2 separate regions of the Macaca mulatta genome follow, and region 2 is linked to region 1. The links are chromatin contacts, called in public Hi-C maps. All regions are on one chromosome and are shown on one strand. The core of a region is the stretch at or near the end of the contact, and the rest is flanking DNA. Distances in the headings are between cores, read along the strand shown. Region 1 holds the start of HDAC6 (histone deacetylase 6). Region 2 holds the start of TIMM17B (translocase of inner mitochondrial membrane 17B).

Evidence for each region. A called contact is a pair of places that touch in the nucleus more often than the background predicts.
Region 2: a contact with region 1 is called in a Hi-C map of CD4 T cells, with 4 times the contacts expected there. The contact joins the promoter of TIMM17B here to the promoter of HDAC6 in region 1.

What each region holds. Positions count from the first base shown.
Region 1 is chrX:48,878,848-48,881,670 of T2T-MMU8v2.0, forward strand. HDAC6 (histone deacetylase 6) reads left to right here and starts at 1,322. Exons shown (of 29, transcript NM_001194196.2): 1 at 1,322-1,469; 2 at 1,986-2,108; 3 at 2,194-2,322; 4 at 2,452-2,540. The coding sequence starts at 2,016.
Region 2 is chrX:48,970,103-48,972,953 of T2T-MMU8v2.0, forward strand. TIMM17B (translocase of inner mitochondrial membrane 17B) reads right to left here and starts at 1,315. Exons shown (of 7, transcript XM_077988727.1): 1 at 1,271-1,315; 2 at 299-398. It overlaps PQBP1 (polyglutamine binding protein 1), which reads left to right and starts at 1,809. Exons shown (of 7, transcript NM_001194258.1): 1 at 1,809-1,902; 2 at 2,038-2,115. The coding sequence starts at 2,049.

The sequences.
Region 1 (2,823 bases), core at 72-2,571:
GTCTGATGCTGAACCCTCGAACTGCTTATCTCTCCGGTCCCAGCTTATAGCCTGGTAGGAAATGGTGGAGAATGAGAGAGGGAGATTAGAGGACAAACCGGCCTCCTGCAGAGCTGACATTCAGACACGGAGTGGGAGTTGCGGGGGAGACAGGGTGCCCAGGGACAGCTCCCCAGACTCACACACACTTTCTATTACTGCTTGGGAGCAGTGGTTACCCGTTGGAGGGGGCAGATAGGGAGAGCTGCTGCCCATGAGAACTCCCCTCCTCAAGTCCATTCTGGCCCTGGGCACTATTATTATCACAACTTTCCAGATGAGGAAACGGAGCACAGAGCTGTTCAGTAACTTGCCCAAGGTCACATGGTTAAGTCCCGTAACCTCAGTTTCCTTATCTGCAAAGCAGTCTTAATAATGGGAACTACCTCATAGAATTGTGGTTTACAACGATGCCTGTCACATAATACTTGCTATCATTACCATTCCCTGCCCCCACTAAGACTCCTTCCACCCAGAATATTGCGGCAGAATATTAATAGCTAACATTCGGCGAGCGCTTCCTGTGTACCACCGTAGTGAATATTAACTTGGAAAATCCTCACAACATTTAGCATCGTCACCACGCCCATTTTGGCCGCCGCCAGCCAAAATCCAGTGGCAACCTCGCTCTCGACCCAGCCACAACCAGCCCGCCCGCTCTACGTCATCAGGGCGTGTCGCGCGGGAAGTCGCGGGGAAAAGAGAAGACGCCCCTTCCTAATTCCCTCGCTTCCTTGCTTCCTTTCGCGACACCGCCGGCCCGAAGGGCTCTTAAGTGACTGGACAGGGACGGAGGGGCGGCGGCTATGGCATCCAGGACGACAGCGACGGTAGCCGAGGCACGGGAAAACTTGCGCCTCAGCCCCGTTGGGAACTGCCGGCGCCTGCGTTTTACGCAAGCGCAACACAGCTGGCGTAGCACGCCGACGCACCGCCCCGACGCCCGTGAGCTCGCGAGAGGTGTGGCTCAGCACAGCTGGCGTAGCACGCTGGCGCGCTCCCCCGCCGCGCTCCCCCGCCGCCTGTGAGCTCGCGAGAGGTGTGGCTCGCGCGAGGGGCGCGGCCTTGAGGCACGCTCCCCTCTGGAGGCGGGATCTGGGCGGGCAGTCGAGAGACCAGGCCCAATGGAAAAGAAAGGCCAGGGCGCTCGCGTCCCCACGGGTCGCCAGAAACTTGGCGGAGCGAGCCAAGGGCGGAGTTTGAGAAAGGGGCTGCGTCCAGTGAGTGGAGCGGCGAGTACAGCGCGTCGACGGCGGAGGCGGGAAGGGGGCGGAGGCCGACCGAAGGCGGCTAGGGACTGGCTGAAGGGGGTTAGCGAAACGTTAGCGGTCGGGTCTGGGCAGGGGGTGGAGCTGGTTGAAGGAACGGGGCAGTCCCCTGAGGAGCGGGGCTGGTTGAAACGCTAGGGGCGGGATCTGGCGGAGTGGAAGGTACCGGTCCGGCCCGATGAGGGGTGGAGTTAAGTGAATCGTTAAGGGTGGAGCCGGGGCCGGGGCCGGGGCCGGGGCCGGCTGAGTGAGAGGGTGGGTGATTATCCCGGGAGGTAGGCCGAAAGGGCAGATTCGTGAAGGAATGGGGTCTGGGCCGGGCTTAGAGGGTCTGGGAATGGGGTTTGGGAGAGTGGAAGGGGCGGTGATTGGTTGGAAAGGGCAGGCCCTAAAACGGACTGAGTGAGCCAGGGGGCTCATTGCTCAGTGAAAGGGCAAGACTAGGGAAAGAGAATCCTGTAAAAGGGGTGGAGTCTAGCGGACCGGGCGGGGCCAGGTAGAATGGCCACCTGAGTGGAGGGAGAAGGCCTGAGAGAGGCGGAGTTTGGAAGGCTGTGGAGAATCAGATCGTGTAAGGAATGGAATCTAATAGAGGGGGCGGAGCCTGGAAAAGGGCAGAGAGGTGGGGTCCTCAGGGCACACTAGCCCCCTCACATACCCACGCTCCCACCTCTCCAGAACCGCGGCAGGGGTCAAGCCTCCTCAACTATGACCTCAACCGGCCAGGATTCTACCACAACCAGGCAGCGAAGAAGTAGGCAGAACCCCCAATCTCCCCCTCAGGACTCCAGTGTCACTTCGGTGAGGCCCTAGACCCGCCCTCATGAGGGGGAGAGGGAGCAAGTTGGTCATTCCCTGGACTCTGACCCTTCTCTCTGATTCACAGAAGCGAAACATTAAAAAGGGAGCCGTTCCCCGCTCCATCCCCAATCTAGCGGAGGTAAAGAAGAAAGGCAAAATGAAGAAGCTCGGCCAAGCAATGGAAGAAGACCTAATCGCGGGACTGCAAGGGATGGTGAGCAGGGCCTGGCTGCAGTTTAGACTCCTATGACAATCAAAACCCAAAGGTTCCCAACCCTGGACAGTTCCCTCTGACTCAGGGCCTGAAATGGATCTGTATGTCCTTTTTTTTTTTCCTCTGCAGGATCTGAACCTTGAGGCTGAAGCACTGGCTGGCACTGGCTTGGTGTTGGATGAGCAGTTAAATGAATTCCATTGCCTCTGGGATGACAGGTGAGGCTGGGTCCTCCAGGCTGTCTCCAAAACACAAAAATACACACATTTAGAGCCCATTAGCAAGAATAAATCCTTTCTTACCCCAGCCTGGATACTGGAAGCAGATGATTTGGAGAGGTAGGGCTCACACTTGAAAGGGTTCTTCTGTGTAGCTAACAAACATTTATTGCCTATTGTGTGCCAAGAGTTGGTGATACAAATGTACCAAACAATAGACAGGGTCCTTTCTCTAGGAGCGGATTGATGAGTAGGAGGGCAGATCATTAAACAGCCAAGAGCA
Region 2 (2,851 bases), core at 65-2,564, 91 kb after region 1:
AAAAAAAAAATCTGTCTGGCTTTGCACATATATTTAAGATTTGGTGATGACTCTTTGAACGACACAGCATTTCCACAGAGGAGCTCCATTTGGGTGGGGTGGAGGGTGGAAGACAGAAGCCATGTTTGCAATCCCTACAAAATCCCAGATACAGAAGCCAGGCTTGGCACACAGTAGGTGAGTGGCCACCAGAATGAATAAGTGCACGTGACTGGCAGCTCCAAGCAGTTTTCGGAGCAGCATCCCTTGTGGGCAAGACAGCTGACCCCACATCAACCCAGAGAAGGTCTGGACTCACAACAGGGGCATTGCGGAAACCCTTGATGGCCTGGAAGACTCCGCCACCGATGACACCCATAGTGAAGGCTCCACCGCAATCATCCACAATTCGCCATGGGCTGCAAGCAGGAAGGGAAGGATGGGGTTAATGTGAGCCCTCCCCCAGGCCCTGTCACACGAACTCTTTTCTAATTGGGAGAAACCAAGTCACCAGAATGGGAAGTTCCTAAGGAGAAACAAACACTTCAGATAATAAGGAGCTAATCCTGTCACGCTTTTTCCACAGCTCCCCCCCATTAAAGCGAGAAATGGGGCAAAGGGGGAGAAATATTAGTCTTCGCCCTGTCTATCAACCAAGGAATCAGCCAACTGTTTTACTGTGATCAAAGATTAAATGAATTGGCACACGCAGAGTTGACGTTTCAATAAGCGACGTAGGCGTGTTAACTAGCCAAGACAGATTGTCAGCAAAGCAGGACCGCGTGGCACCCCTTCTCCGACGGTGTGCCCGTCCAACCATGCCCCGCCCCTTTTCAATCCGGCGCAACTGGGAAAAACCAAGAGCGACCGCGGGAAGCATCCACCGTCCCCGCCGGCCCTCAGCAGGTTCATCCGTACCCCGCCCCCACTGACAAAGGCGACCTGGGAAAAACCACCCGCGGCAACTCGGGATTTCCGGTCAACACTGTACCACCCCTAGCCAGGATGGATCGGCCAGCGTGCCTTTTTTCGTTAACAGGGACTAGGAGATTACGAGGTCAGGAGAAACATGGCGTGGTTCGGCCTTCGCCGCACCTTCTGAGGGGAGACGGTTGTGGCCCCTCATAACGGAGCCCGAGTGACAGGAACCGAGTAGGGGTAGCGGGAGATACGTTAAGAGTCCCCCGAGTCTGGTACATGGCTCTGTGCGGCCGGTGCCTCCCCCGCCCGACCCCCACGGCTGGCCTTGGCGTCGCAGCAACAGTCCGGATGCCAGTGCCCATCGCCGTACCAAGGTTCCCGAGCGTACTCCTCCATGGCGCTGGCGTCTGGCCGCGCAGTCAGGCCACGCCCCCAGCGTAGACGCACACCGGCGTCCAAGCTTTCCGCCTATTACCGGACAGCGATTGGGTCGCTACGCCGCATGTCACTCCAAGGGCACACTCTCATTGGCCAATCGAGTTTCTGCCATTTGTTCATTGCCTCCTGAGCGTAGTCCAGTTACTTTCAGGCTCGGGGAGTGAAGGCCTCATTCAGAGAAGGTCTCATTCTGTGTTTTGGGAAGAGAGTCGTGTGGGCCCAGGTATCGTAGCGGCGACACGAGAGAGACGGCCGGTGTGACAGCCGTCCACTACCTGCACGAGTGTATTGGTAATGTTGGGGTGGGCGCACTCTTTTGGAGCTGGAGGAAGTGCTGCCCTCTGCTCCCCCATCCCAGCGCTTTGGTTTCTCCCACCCGGCAGTCTTTGGGGGACGCTGGATGAGCCCATTTCTGAAGTGCGGAGGGGCCGGGCTCCTTAGGCGGCGGGCGGAGCCTGGGCCTGGGAGAGGAACAGGGCCCTGGAGCACCCGGTTTCGGGACAGTAGGGTTGGTGAGAATTGCGATAATATTGCCACCTAACTCTTACATCTTTTAGTGCGTATGTTCTGTCCACCCAACTACTGGTTCATTTGAGTAGATGGGAGTCAGATGAGTACATGTTGACGGGAGGGGCTTGGTGACGGGATCCAGATATGAATCTATCTGAGCTGCTTGTCAGTTTGTCCGTCTGCCCCTAGGTCTATCAGCTATGCCTCTGCCCGTTGCGCTGCAGACCCGCTTGGCCAAGAGAGGCATCCTCAAACATCTGGAGCCTGGTGAGTCGGCTAAAAGCAGATGGTCCTAACACGTGCCAGCCTCGACAGGCACTTTTGTTGTTGATACTGACTATCGTGGGCCAACTGCACCAAGCAATGGGGTGGCAGGCATTTTTCATTGTTAACGATATGGATTCCTGACATCCATCTCTACCGCGTGTCAAGTGGAGCGGGTTGGGGGAATAGATATTTCATTCTTTTTTTTTTTTTGAGGCGGAGTCTCACTCTGCACCCAGGCTGGAGTGCAGTGGCGCGATCTCGGCTCACTTTGACCTCCGCCTTCCGGGTTCAAGCGATTCTCCTGCCTTAGCCTCCCGAGTAGTTGGGACTACGGGCACGCTTCACCACACCTGGTGAATTTTTTTTTTTTTTTTTTTTTTTTTTTTTTTTTTTTTGAGGCAGAGTCTCGCTCTGTCGCCCAGGCTGAAATGCTGTGGTGCTTCACCACACCTGGCGAATTTTTTTTTTTTTTTTTGGAGACAGAGTCTCGCTCTGTCGCCCAGGCTGGAGTGCTGTGGCGTGATCTCGTCTCACTGCAACCTCCGCCTCCGGGTTCAAGCGATTTTCCTGCCTCAGCCTCCCGAGTAGTTGGGATTACAGGCACGTGCCACCACCCCCAGCTGATTTTTGTAGTTTTAGTAGAGACGGGTTTCACCATGTTGGCCAGGCTGGCCTCTTAACTCCTGACCTCAGGTGATCCACTCCCACCCTCGGCCTCCCAAAAGGTTGGGATTAC